3 separate regions of the Sus scrofa genome follow, and regions 2 and 3 are each linked to region 1. The links are chromatin contacts, called in public Hi-C maps. All regions are on one chromosome and are shown on one strand. Each heading gives the region's core, a stretch centred on a gene start, on an enhancer-like site or on the middle of the called end of the contact. The rest is flanking DNA. Distances are from core to core; before and after follow the strand shown. Region 1 holds the start of LOXL2 (lysyl oxidase homolog 2). Region 2 holds the start of SLC25A37 (mitoferrin-1). Region 3 overlaps LOXL2 (lysyl oxidase homolog 2).

Region 1 (3,690 bases), core at 561-3,060:
TGCCAGCCTACACCAGAGCCACAGCAACGTGGGATCCGAGCCACGTCTGCAACCTACACCACAGCTCACAGCAACGCCAGATCCTTAACCCACTGAGCAAGGGCAGGGATCGAACCCTCAACCTCATGGTTCCTAGTCGGATTCGTTAACCACTGCGCCACGACGGGAACTCCCAGTGGTATTTATTTATCTCTAGTGAGGTGTCAAAGACCCAGGTGTTGCTGGGCATGTGCAATGTGAATGGCATGTGCAAAGGCCCTGGGGTGTGAAACAGGAACGGGGTGTGAATTAGGCATAGGCATAGGGTAAGTAAAAACTAGGCATAGTAGAACCTATTGGATGGGGGGAGTGGCTGGGAGATGGGCAGGCTGAAAACGCCCTTAGGAGAAAGTGTCAGCTGTAATAAGAGGTTCAGGTAGCATCCTGAGGGCCCTGGAGTTACATGGGCTTTTTTTTTTCCCCTCAGTGGACATTTTTATTGAGATAATTATAGATTCATAAGCAATTGTAAAAATAATACAGAGGGAGCCTTCCCACTTTGCCCAGTTTCCCCAATGGTGACATTTTGCAAAACTGTAGGACAAAATCACAACTAGAATATTGACTTTGATGCAATCCGCTGATCTTATTCAGATTTCCTGTTTTACCTGTACTTTGTGTGTAGTGTGTGTGTGTCCTTGTGTATATTAAGTTTATACAATTATATCACCTGCGTAGCTTCTTGCATCCACTACCACAGCCAAGATACTGAACAGTTCCAACAGCACAGGAACTCCCGGTGCCCTTTTAGAACCACACCCACCTCCCTCCTGTTCCTTGGCTTCACCACCCACCAGACCAGGGGTTGATTCCGTGTGGAGGGTAGGAAGGAGGGCAGAAGAGAACTCACAGGGTGGAGGGCTGTGAGTTAGGGTGCTAAGTTTGAGACTTGCTAGGTTAGCTGTGGCTGTGGGAATGTCCTAGAGAGCCGTGGATTTACGAAAGTCCACCCTAGAGGAGGGAAGTTTTTGCTGGAGTCTGAGATGGACTAGAGCTATCCCCCTCTAGTGGATCTGAGATGGACTAGATGAACTAGCCACCTATCAGGGCTAGAGCTGGGGTCTGCTGGGAGGGACCCGAATGGGCAGAGAGTATAAGGACCTGGAGGAGGATCACCACCCTTAATGGAAGTCCTCTTCTGGGTTCTGTCTGCATAGACACCCCACAGATGGGTGCCTTGTTTTGCAGCTGGCTGCCTCCTGCCCAGCCAAACCTTGTTCTTGCTTAAGAGGTCCGGGAATCTCCTCAGAGGATGCCCCCAGCCCGCAGGACCCCCTCACTTTGCCCCTAGTGTGAGCCTCAGAACCAGGCATGGAGATCCTTCTGCACAATATGCGCCCTTAGCCCAGGCTTGCTAATCCTGGCCCTCGGGTGTGGGGACGGACCTTAGAGGTCACTGAGTCCAAAGCCTTTAATTACAAAGGAGAAAATTGATCCTCAGGGGAGAAAGAATTTTGGCTGAGGCCGAAGATGTGATCTGCTGGAAGAAAGGGGGCTCTTTGCAATCACCTTCGGAAACTGCTTCCTCCAGAGAGGAGAAACCCAGCGGAGATGGACGAAAGTTTCTGAAGTCTTTCATTCATCAGTTTTTATTGAGCGTCTACTACGAGCCAGAAAGTGCCGGGTTCTGGATAGGAAGATGGATTAGGCACGGACCCGAATGCTGGTGGATTAGGACCACAAAGAGTTAAATTCCAGGATCTAGGCGGGGGGTAGGGGGTTGGAGTGTGGAAGAATCTCCCGAGGAAAAGTCCGCTCCCTAGCTACTCAGGCTCCGGAAACCTGGGCGAGAAGAGCCTGGGAAGGGCTGCCCCATTGGCGCGCGGCTTCCCCGCGGAACAAAAGGGGCAGGAGGCCGGGCCTGCGGCGGTGGCCGCCTTTAGGGAAGGGGGTGGGTCCGGGGAGGGTTTGCTGTGGGGCGCTGGTTAAAAGTACCGGGAAAAGCGCTACTCCGGCGCTCGGCTTCCTAAAACTGGGAGCTCGCTTTTTCCAACGGCCGGAAGTTTCGGCTCGTCTGCTCTGTTCGGGTAGTGGGCTCCGCGGCGCCGGGCGCAGGAGAGGGGCCGCTGTGGAAAGCCTGGCCCCAGCCGAGCCAGCGCGCACTTCTGCTGCCAAGTAAGAGCGCTGCCTGCGCGTCCCCTCTCCCCATGGCGGTTCTCGGGAAAGCCAGGGCGTCCTGGTGGGTCTCCAGGCTCCGCTCTCCTCGGGGCCCCCCTCTCAGCCTTGCTTGGGGTTCCCAGGACTCGAGCGGCGGGCATCCAGAGGGAGGGCTTCATGTTTGGAGAGACGAGGACGTGCAGGCTAACGGGTCCTGCTCCGACTAGGGCGGACTCACCCAGCCCCACCTCGCCTGAACTCTGCGAGCCGACGCAGCAGGCGCGCCCCAGGGAGCAGGGCGCTTGGTTCGTTGCTCGCCAGGGGCTCCTGCGACCAGGCAGGATAGAGCCAGGAGAGACTCGGTGCGCGGTAGGTGCCTAGGAGCGCGGGACCCTGGGGACTGCGCTGGTGCCCGGACTTCTGGCTTTTGAGGTGTGGAGCGCGCGCGGGGATGGGGGCCGCCCTGGAGTGTCCCCGGGGCTGTGGCTTTGGGGATGTGGAGCGCACAGGGCTGGGGTTGGCGGGGTAGGGGCATGGGGCTGAGCCTGGTAGCTCTAGAGCCCACAGCCTGGAGTCAGTTTTCTCCCGAGAAAGCCTCGGCTGAGCGCAGGAGCGCCCTGAGTCCTGTGCGCTGAGCGGCGAGGTCCGCACCCGAGGTATTCATTCTTGGCTCGTCCGGGTTCCAGGAAACCTCTCCCGCCGTAGTCACTGGGAGGCCCTGGAATAGGAAAGAACCAGCACAGGCGAACCCATGGGTCGTACGTGCAGGATCGCCCTGGGGCTCATCCTGGTGGTGTGCGGATACTCCCTCTGTCCTCAGTGCCCCCAAGTTTTACGCAGGCGCTTTGGACACCACGCTCCCGCCCCCGCCCCCGCCCCCCAGCCCACACCTTCTGGAACGCTCTGAAGTAGCTGCCCGCCGGAGGTGTCGCTGTAAATCAGCGCCGGAATAAATATGATTGGAAGAAACCGGCGAGATGCCTTCCTCTCCGTCGTCATCCCTCACCCGAACCGGGAAAGACCACCAAAGCCCAGCCTGGGTGGAGCGAGGCGCGGCGGCGACACGCTGTGGGGGAGGGGGACTGAACTTCTCGAAGCTGGGAAACTTCGGGCCCTGCGATAGGAATGAAAGTTAGAAACATACCCCCGAACTAATTTCATCTCCTGAAATCTCAGAACTGTGGAGATGTTCAGATCAGTCCAATCGATTCTTTTTGCAGAAAAGGAAAAGTGCTGACGCCCAAGATGCTGCGTAGTCAGTGTGGAGACTCGACCTATATCCCTTACTCCAGGCCCCATCCTTACCCCCACCTTTAGCCTGTCTGGGACCCACAAAAGGCCATATGTCACCCTTGTGGAATGATTTAGTTATTTATGGTGTATTGTATACTTATTGGTTAAGATGGGGCTTAGGACGAAGACGAAGTGCTCAATTCCGTGGTCAGTTCCCGATGAACGACTGACTCCCTGGACCCTGCCTGAGCTCAGTTACTCATCTCCCTCCTCCTTTTGTCCTCTTCCCCTTCCTGGCCCTTAGGATCTGTCCTTGGAATG
Region 2 (3,690 bases), core at 677-3,176, 120 kb before region 1:
GGTGCCTGCTCACATAGCATCTCCCTGCTTCCAACTTTCCCACACTCTGTCCAAGGCACTTGAGACAACAGCCTCAAATATGGGGAATTTTCTTAAATGTGAGGGATTCTTTGCTATACAAACACCACCTGGTATCTGGCCAGGATCTTTCCTGGAGCAGCTTCGAAAACCAAAGAGACAAGATCTCCCCATGGCCTCCATAACCCTGGCAGGCAAGGACCATTCCTTTAATTCCCCCTGAGACACCGGAGGGACAGAAGGTGTGATGGCTCAGGCCCAGTCTTAACTTGGGCCTCACCTGACTGAGGACATCCATGGCTTTTCTTGGGACCAGTGTCTGTCCAGCCACTGACTCACAACTCTGAGAACTGCCCAGGGAGGGGAAAACCATCTGAGTTAGACATTCTAGCCTTCACGCTGCTTCTGTGGAGCCAGCATGAGCAACAAGATACAGATGCTAGTTGCGGAGCTCTGTGTGCCCTGCCATTCAATGTCCCTGCCACCCTTTTAGAGAGCCCCCAAATCTCCCAAAGCACAGTGGGGCTGGAGTCAAAGGATTCAGGTGGAAAATGAGCCAGCGCAGGCTAATTTGTTCACCTCTCTGTGCCTGGGTTTCTTCCTCTGTTAATTCCCAGGGCTGCTCTATGAATTAGATGAGTTAAGCCTACAAAAGTGCAATGTATCAATCCTGGAATTACTTTCCTGCAGTACCCTATCCCCTAGCCATTCGGTGTCCTGAACAGACTGACAGAGGGCAGCTCAGGCAAAATCGGCCTGGCTAAAGCTGTCTCCTTAAGGAAATGCATTTAAAACTACCCGGGAAGAGCGGGACAAACAGAACGCCTTATTACACAAGACCCTAAGAAGGGCTATTATAGCACACGCTCTCCCAGCCTCCCCGACTCCCTGTAACAAAAAGAGATGGCAAATGTCACTGCACGTCTCACGCCTCTACTGCTGGAGGGCGTGCGGCCGGGCCGGGGCCACGTTTCTCGGAGCGAGAGCGGTTAGCGCTCCCGGCGGCGAGTCCCCCGGGGACGGCGCACGTGTGGGCAGCCTCAACCACCGGCACCGGTTGGCAGACGCCACTCGCCGCGGCTCGGACACCAGGCGAGCCAGCGGAGCCGCGACGAGCCGGAATCGCAAACCGTCCGATCGCGTGGCCAGACACGGTCAGACTGTGCAGAGCTGCACCGGCCGCCTCCCTCGGGAACCCCGCCTCCGCCACAGCGGCCAGCGGCGCTAGCCACTTTCCTCGCCGGCCGCAGCCAGCCGGGCCGTGAACGCGGGCCAGTGCCTGAGCCGGACGCAGACTGGGGCACCCTCGTGGGCTCGGGGGTGCCCCAGGGCCCAGGCGCGCAGCGGAAGGAGAGGCGCGGCGCGTTCTTCGGCGCCCCGGCTGCGCGCGCCAGCTCCCGGCGAGACGCGGGGTGCCACTGCTCCAGAGAGAGCGCAGTTTCGGGGAGCTGCCCCCAGGCAGCTCCAGCGCGGGATGCAAATGCAAACACAGGCGAGTGCGCTCTCCTCTCTTCTCGCTCCGTCCCTAAAGTCCCCTAGCGCCTCACCTTCACTGAGTCTACCGGGTACATGACCGAGTGCTCCAGGATCCCGGCCATCGCTCCGGCTGTCATGTGGGTGGATAAGGAGGCGCTGGTCGGCAGGTTCTCGTAGTCCTCCGACCCGGCGTCCTTGCAGCCGCCGCCGCCATCTCGGCTGTCCCCATCCATCCTGCGCCCCCCAGCCTGGCTCCCTACGCCGCCGCAGCGTAGCTCCATCCGCCGGCTCCGCGGGGCGCGGGAGGCTGCAAGAGGCAGGCGGGGAGGGGGAGGGGGCGAAAAACTTCACTTCTTTAAAGTGGGAACCACCTCCCCGGTGCTGCGGCGCCTGACGCCATGGCGGGCTGGGGTGGAGCAGAGGGGCCCCAATCACTGGAAAAGAAAAGGCCAGCCGCTGCCTCGCCATTGGTGTGCGGGAAAGGGGGGACCCGCCTCCCAGTGTGACGTCACTGTCCAGTGCAAATTTCCAAGCAACCGGACGGGGGCGAGAGACGTTGGGGGTGTCCCGGAAAGTTGTCTTACCTCCTGGTGAGGTGGTGCTGCCAGGCTTGGGACAGGCAGGGGGTCAGTCACTGGGGTGGGTCAGCCTGGCCGCAGGGGGCAAATGCTTAAGGCTGAAGGGAGATCTGGAAGAGTGGTCATTCTGCCCCTAGAGCCTGGGATTTTGCAAACAGTATTGCTCAGAAAGCTTTGGCATTCCTCAGGCCTGGAGTGGGGGGAAGTTATTGCGAATATTCTCAATGGAACAGTTATGGTGACTGCGGGGGGGGGGCACGTGGGGGTGGAGTAGAGTTCTAGAATTGAGGACCCACTGCATGATATGAGTGCTGCATTTCCTTTTGTGCACCAAGAGGTCATGTACCGTGGAGAGAAGAAGCTAAAAACTCAAGGTTCTGCACCAGGATGCTTTATTGGGGAGAACAGCCATTTACTCAAAGTCTTTTCTTTCACTGAAAACACAGAGTAAAATTTTCTCCTCATCACATTCTCACAAAAGGGCTAAATTCACCCTTCCCTGGGCTAGTGAAGACAAGTAGTCACCAGGATGGAGCCCTTCTGTGTAGGCACCTTCAGCTCACTTTTCTGAGGCTGAAAGAGCTTTAGAGGCCCAGTCTCACAGTAGGGTGCAAAGTAGCCGAAAGAGTGTATCTTGCAGTCTTGTGTCTGCCTGGCTTGAAAGGCTCTGGTCTCTAGTTCTTAAACTCATTCCAAGCTGTCTTCTCAAAGTGTAACCCAGGCTACTTTATTTTAACCTAAATGATACTGTCTTATTTCATCTGGGGATGGAGGAGAAATCAAAAAGTAGAGGAGTAGCCTATTAATCTAGGGCTCCATGGAAGCATGGCATCTGCACATCAAACTGTGCACATTCTGTGCCTTGAGGCATGGCTCTAGCTGATCAACTTTTACTGCCCGTTATCTAGAGAAGCCTTCTGGTCAGGAAAGCTGTGCCTTGAGATAATGAAAGGGTGGGGAAGGGGACCTTAAATGTGCTGCACCCCTCTTTGGCCTCACCCTGGGCCCAAGATTCAGGTCACAACAACCCAGGAAGCTCTCAGGGATTTAAGGTTCAGTGATGTGAGCAATGTCAATAGAGGCTTCAAGGCCAAGGCACCATCTCCCCGTTTTTGGTAGCTGCCAATAGTTCCTCCCAAGATGGACTAGGTAAAACAAGCTCTGTATTTAGTGATTGTTGGAGAAAAATTTCCCTGTTCTTACCAAAAGTGGTTTTTCAAGCAAGGTTGGTCAACACCTGTTGATACTCTATAAAAATGGATACCCTTTAACCAGTACATATTAACCCTTTTGCCCACTTCAGAGAATGTGACACAAGAGTCTAAGATAGGCATAACACTCTTCAAAGCATTATTTACAGTAATGAATAATGGAAAACAACCAAAATGTTCAACTGGAGAGGAATGGCTAATTAAATGATAATACCTGAATGAGTGAAATATTATGGGGCCATTAAAATTGTGGTTATGTCAGGCAACAACATGGGCAATGATTATGATGGAATATTAGGTGAAAAATCAGAACAAAATTTTATGAACATTACATTTGCAAAGATGTAAATACACACATGAAAAGGGTAAAGTGGTTATTGCGATAGTGATGTAGGCATATAGGTATT
Region 3 (3,690 bases), core at 399-2,898, 95 kb after region 1:
AAAGGAACCACGGAGGTCTTTTACAGGGAGGAAGTCAGGGAGTAGAATTAAAGCCATGACATACGGGTGCCTGATTTCCTTCAGAAAGCACATGGGCAGAAACACTGGCCTGTGGGTCTCTAAGTAGAAGGTAATTGCATCTCTGCCCTGCATATGGCGCTCCACCCAGGCACCACGTGGTGGGAGTCTCCCGGTGACACAGGCCTGATCTCCAAAGAACAGTCCCTTCTCTAAGGATACACATGGCAACGTTCTGGAAGTGTTTCTTCTGAGCTGGAGCTCCAGGAACTTTGACACCCCGCACCCACCCCTCCAACCCCTGCTTTTCCTGAGTTCTGTTTTATTTCTTTGTTTACGGATGTTGCAATCAATGATTTGGGAGGGATGGCTGGGAAAGAACATCCTGGCTAAGCATATGTCCCTTCAGGGCTTGCCTTCCTGGACCTTGGCTGAGAACCTCTGACCAGAAGTCCCCAGGGAGTGTAAGAAGGCCTTCTCCAGGCTCTGTGGGAGGACCTTTCAACAGGACCCCTGGCCCCAAATCTCTGTCGGGTCCCTGTGGGAGTGTGATGAAAGCTGGCCCATCCTCCACTCCAAAAAGTCATTTCTAGATGGAACATCCTGTGTTGGCAGATTTACAGACACCGAAGGCCATCTGTGGGGCCGAGTTGAGAACCCCGGCTCAAATAAGTGTGAGCAGGAAGACTCTCCCTCCCGATGTAGTGGGTGCTGCAGTGAGGAACAGAGCTCTGTTCCTTGAAAGCACTAAGATGAAACACAGAGACTGACCCCCGGAGGAGTCTCCTTAACAACCAGACCTAGAGGGAAATGCCAGGAGCCCTGCTCTTTCATATTCATGGCCCTTGATGGATGGGGGTCCCCCTCCCGCTGAGCATCCTGCCTGGACCACTGCCGCCCTAGAACTCCGGAATCGCACGGTTAGAAGGCTGTCCTTCCTCTCATCCAGGTTACAGTCACCTCTGCCTAGTGTCTGATATTCTTCCCCCCCATAGACTTCTGAAATTTTTTTTTGCAAATCAGAGTTTCCCTAACTTTATCCCATGGCTCAGCCCCCCCCCCCCCACTTAGACCCCTGAAGCTCAGGACACTCAGCCTGAAGAGAGGAAATGTCCCCTGATCACCAGGAGGCACCCTCCTGCCTTCTCAGCAGCCCTGCTTTGTGTCTCCTGGGATGCTTGTATGGGTGGTGGAGGGGGGGCGCCCCTGGTTGCGGGAAATGTGGCCCCGGAGGTGATGTCCACATGCCCCCCAGACAGAAAGCATAGAGGCTCCCGCAGGGCAGCCAGCCAGAATCAGGAGGCTCCACACCAGCTGTTTCCTCCTGGTGTCTGCAGGGGAAAAACTGAAGAGTTGGGGGAAGACTCTTAAATCAAGTTTTCAGGAAACAGGGGGAGCGGGAGAAGGTCAGCCTTACAAGAGTCCGTCTGTGGACTCCGTCTGAATTTTGTTTAGACAACGGAACATAGCCTATTCCTCTTCAGTCTTTCCAGCCGGTAAACATGGTAACATAAACCCCTCTCTGAAAGATGCAGACATGTTTTAGGCAGTGAGTCAGACCTCATGTCTCATCATGCTCTCTCCAGAAGCCAAAATAGACTCGTTCAAAATCATCCCTTCAACAGCCACAAAACACGTCCTTGTGAATGGTCCTGTGGGCCTCTGGCTCAGCATCCTTTTACCCAGCAACATGAGTGACCTGGGAAAAGCCCAACTTAGGAACTTCTGACATTATTTTTAGCACAAGCCCAACACAGGAGGAAGGGAAAAGAGCCTCTAATTTCCTCTCTGCAGCCTGGCCTTTTAATCTCTCTCTTCCCCCTGTCCTCTCCTGCTCCTGTTCCAGCAAAGGGAACCTGAGACCAGCCACCTGAGGCTTGGGAGGCCAGGGAGCTGCTGTGGATCTGGGGATGATGGGAGCGATGGGAGCAGTGGTGCTGGTAATAAAATACGATGCCATCACTCCCAGGAGGGGTACAAGAATGAGCGGTGCCAGGTACCTAGTGCTCCTCAGTTACAAGCCCCAGATTTCAAGCAAGGAGGTATTTCTGTGATGTCTCCTAATCCATCCTTCCAGAAGCCCCCACAGGGGTCACGCTGTCATTCTGTCTTTCCTAAGGAGGGATCTCGGGTTGCACAGAAGCAAAACTCGCATTCTATTCCCCAAGGCTGGGTACCTTGTTCCTGGTTTTCCCCCATTTCCCAAATGTCCCTGTAATGACAGAGACAAGCACATTCAAATCTGTGCAGCCGCTTGTGATTGCATATAGCAGCTTAGGATGGGCCTGGCTACCAAGAGCCTCAGCCTGTTTCCCTTATTTATTCTGCACCAAACACAGGCCTTCCCAAGGATCTGCATCTGTTCTCATCTCCCCTCAAGGTATGAGTTGGGACACTGTTAAGGAAACACTCCAGCAGAGGAGTTCCTGTTGTGGCACAGAGGAAACGAATCTAACTAGTATCCATGAGGACATAGGTTCGATCTCTGGCCTCACTCAGTGGGTTAAAGATTCAGCTTTGCGTGAGCTGTGGTGTAGGTCACAGATGCGGCTCGATCCCTGTTGCTATGGCTGTGGTATAGGCGGGCAGCTGCAGCTCTGACTGATTTGACCCTTAGCCTGGGAACCTCCATATGCTGCAGGTGCAACCTTAAAAAAAAAAGCAAAGAAAAAAACAAAAGAAAACATTCAGCTGAGGCAAGAGGCACCGGAGTGCACAAGCGTCCCCCTCTGCTCCTTCTTGGGCCCGCATGATGCACCTGCCACCCTCTCTTGCGCGCTGGGCAGGAAACCCTCTCTCCCCTCCTTTTTATTTGCTCAATGTCACCTGCTTCGGTACACGGGTGCCTTTCCCACACCTCCTCCCCTCTTCAACCTCTCTCCCTCCGCACCATATTCCCACCTTAAAAAGTCTTCAGGAGTTCCCCTCGTGGCTCAGCAGAAACTAATCTGAAGAGTATCCATGAGGACGCAGGTTCGATTCCTGATCTTGCTCAGAGGGTTAAGGATCTGGCGTTGCTGTGAGCTGTGGTGTAGACCAGCGGCTACAGCTCCAATTCGACCCCTCGCCTGGGAACCTCCATATGTGTGGGTGCAGCCCTAAAAAGACGAAAAAAAAAAGTCTTCAAAAGACATCAAAGATGGAGTTCCCATTGTGGCTCAGTGGGTTAAGAACCTGACATAGTGTCTATGAGGAGGCAGGTTTGATCCCTGGCCTCATTCAGTGGGTTAAGGATCTGGCATTGCCACGAGCTTCGGTGTAGGCACATGTGGCTCAGATCTGGTGTTGCTGTGGCTGTGGCACATGCCTTTGGCTGCGGCTCCAGTTCAGCCCCTAGCTGGGAACTTGGCATGTGCCACAAGTGCGACCCTCAAAAGAAAGAGGAGAAAAAGACATCAAAGAGGGACTGACATTCACCTGCAGAAAGTGTACCACGTAGGAGCAGTGGCTGTGGCAGCCACCTGAGGGCTCAGGAAGGTACTGCACGCATCTACTTTAAAAAATCCTAATTTATTGACCTTATTGATGCCAGCCCCGTGCTCATCAGTTTCCCTCGCACGTTCCCACGACAGCCCGTGTGTGAGGCATCATTATTCCCGTTTAGCTGACAAGAGACCTGAGGACTGGGAAGGGGAGCAGGCTGTCCCCCTCCAGAGCCCATGGAAGCCCTGT

What was found. Hi-C and Micro-C count contacts between places; a contact is called where the count stands out from the background.
Region 2: a Hi-C map of fetal skeletal muscle shows a contact between it and region 1, with 1.8 times the contacts expected there. The contact joins the promoter of SLC25A37 here to the promoter of LOXL2 in region 1. A contact is called at or near these places in 1 of 47 Hi-C or Micro-C datasets (fetal skeletal muscle) and 1 of 2 datasets of contacts at active chromatin or transcription factors (skeletal muscle).
Region 3: a Hi-C map of fetal skeletal muscle shows a contact between it and region 1, with 4 times the contacts expected there. The contact joins the enhancer-like site here to the promoter of LOXL2 in region 1. A contact is called at or near these places in 1 of 5 promoter capture datasets (liver), 19 of 47 Hi-C or Micro-C datasets (alveolar macrophages, brain, embryonic fibroblasts and 10 more) and 2 of 2 datasets of contacts at active chromatin or transcription factors (alveolar macrophages and skeletal muscle).

What each region holds. Positions count from the first base shown.
Region 1 is chr14:7,538,819-7,542,508 of Sscrofa11.1, reverse strand. LOXL2 (lysyl oxidase homolog 2) reads left to right here and starts at 1,810. Exons shown (of 14, transcript XM_021074114.1): 1 at 1,810-2,154.
Region 2 is chr14:7,663,238-7,666,927 of Sscrofa11.1, reverse strand. It overlaps SLC25A37 (mitoferrin-1), which reads right to left and starts at 1,926. Exons shown (of 5, transcript XM_021072304.1): 1 at 1,566-1,926. The coding sequence starts at 1,775.
Region 3 is chr14:7,443,994-7,447,683 of Sscrofa11.1, reverse strand. All of the region lies in intron 10 of LOXL2 (lysyl oxidase homolog 2), which reads left to right. Among named protein-coding and RNA genes, the nearest start is that of R3HCC1, 26 kb to the right of the region's middle. Within about 2 kb of position 1,648, at least 21 of the 83 cell types and tissues checked have an H3K27ac peak or open chromatin away from gene starts, as enhancers often do. A contact at or near this core is called in fetal skeletal muscle, retroperitoneal adipose tissue and skeletal muscle, where this site is marked.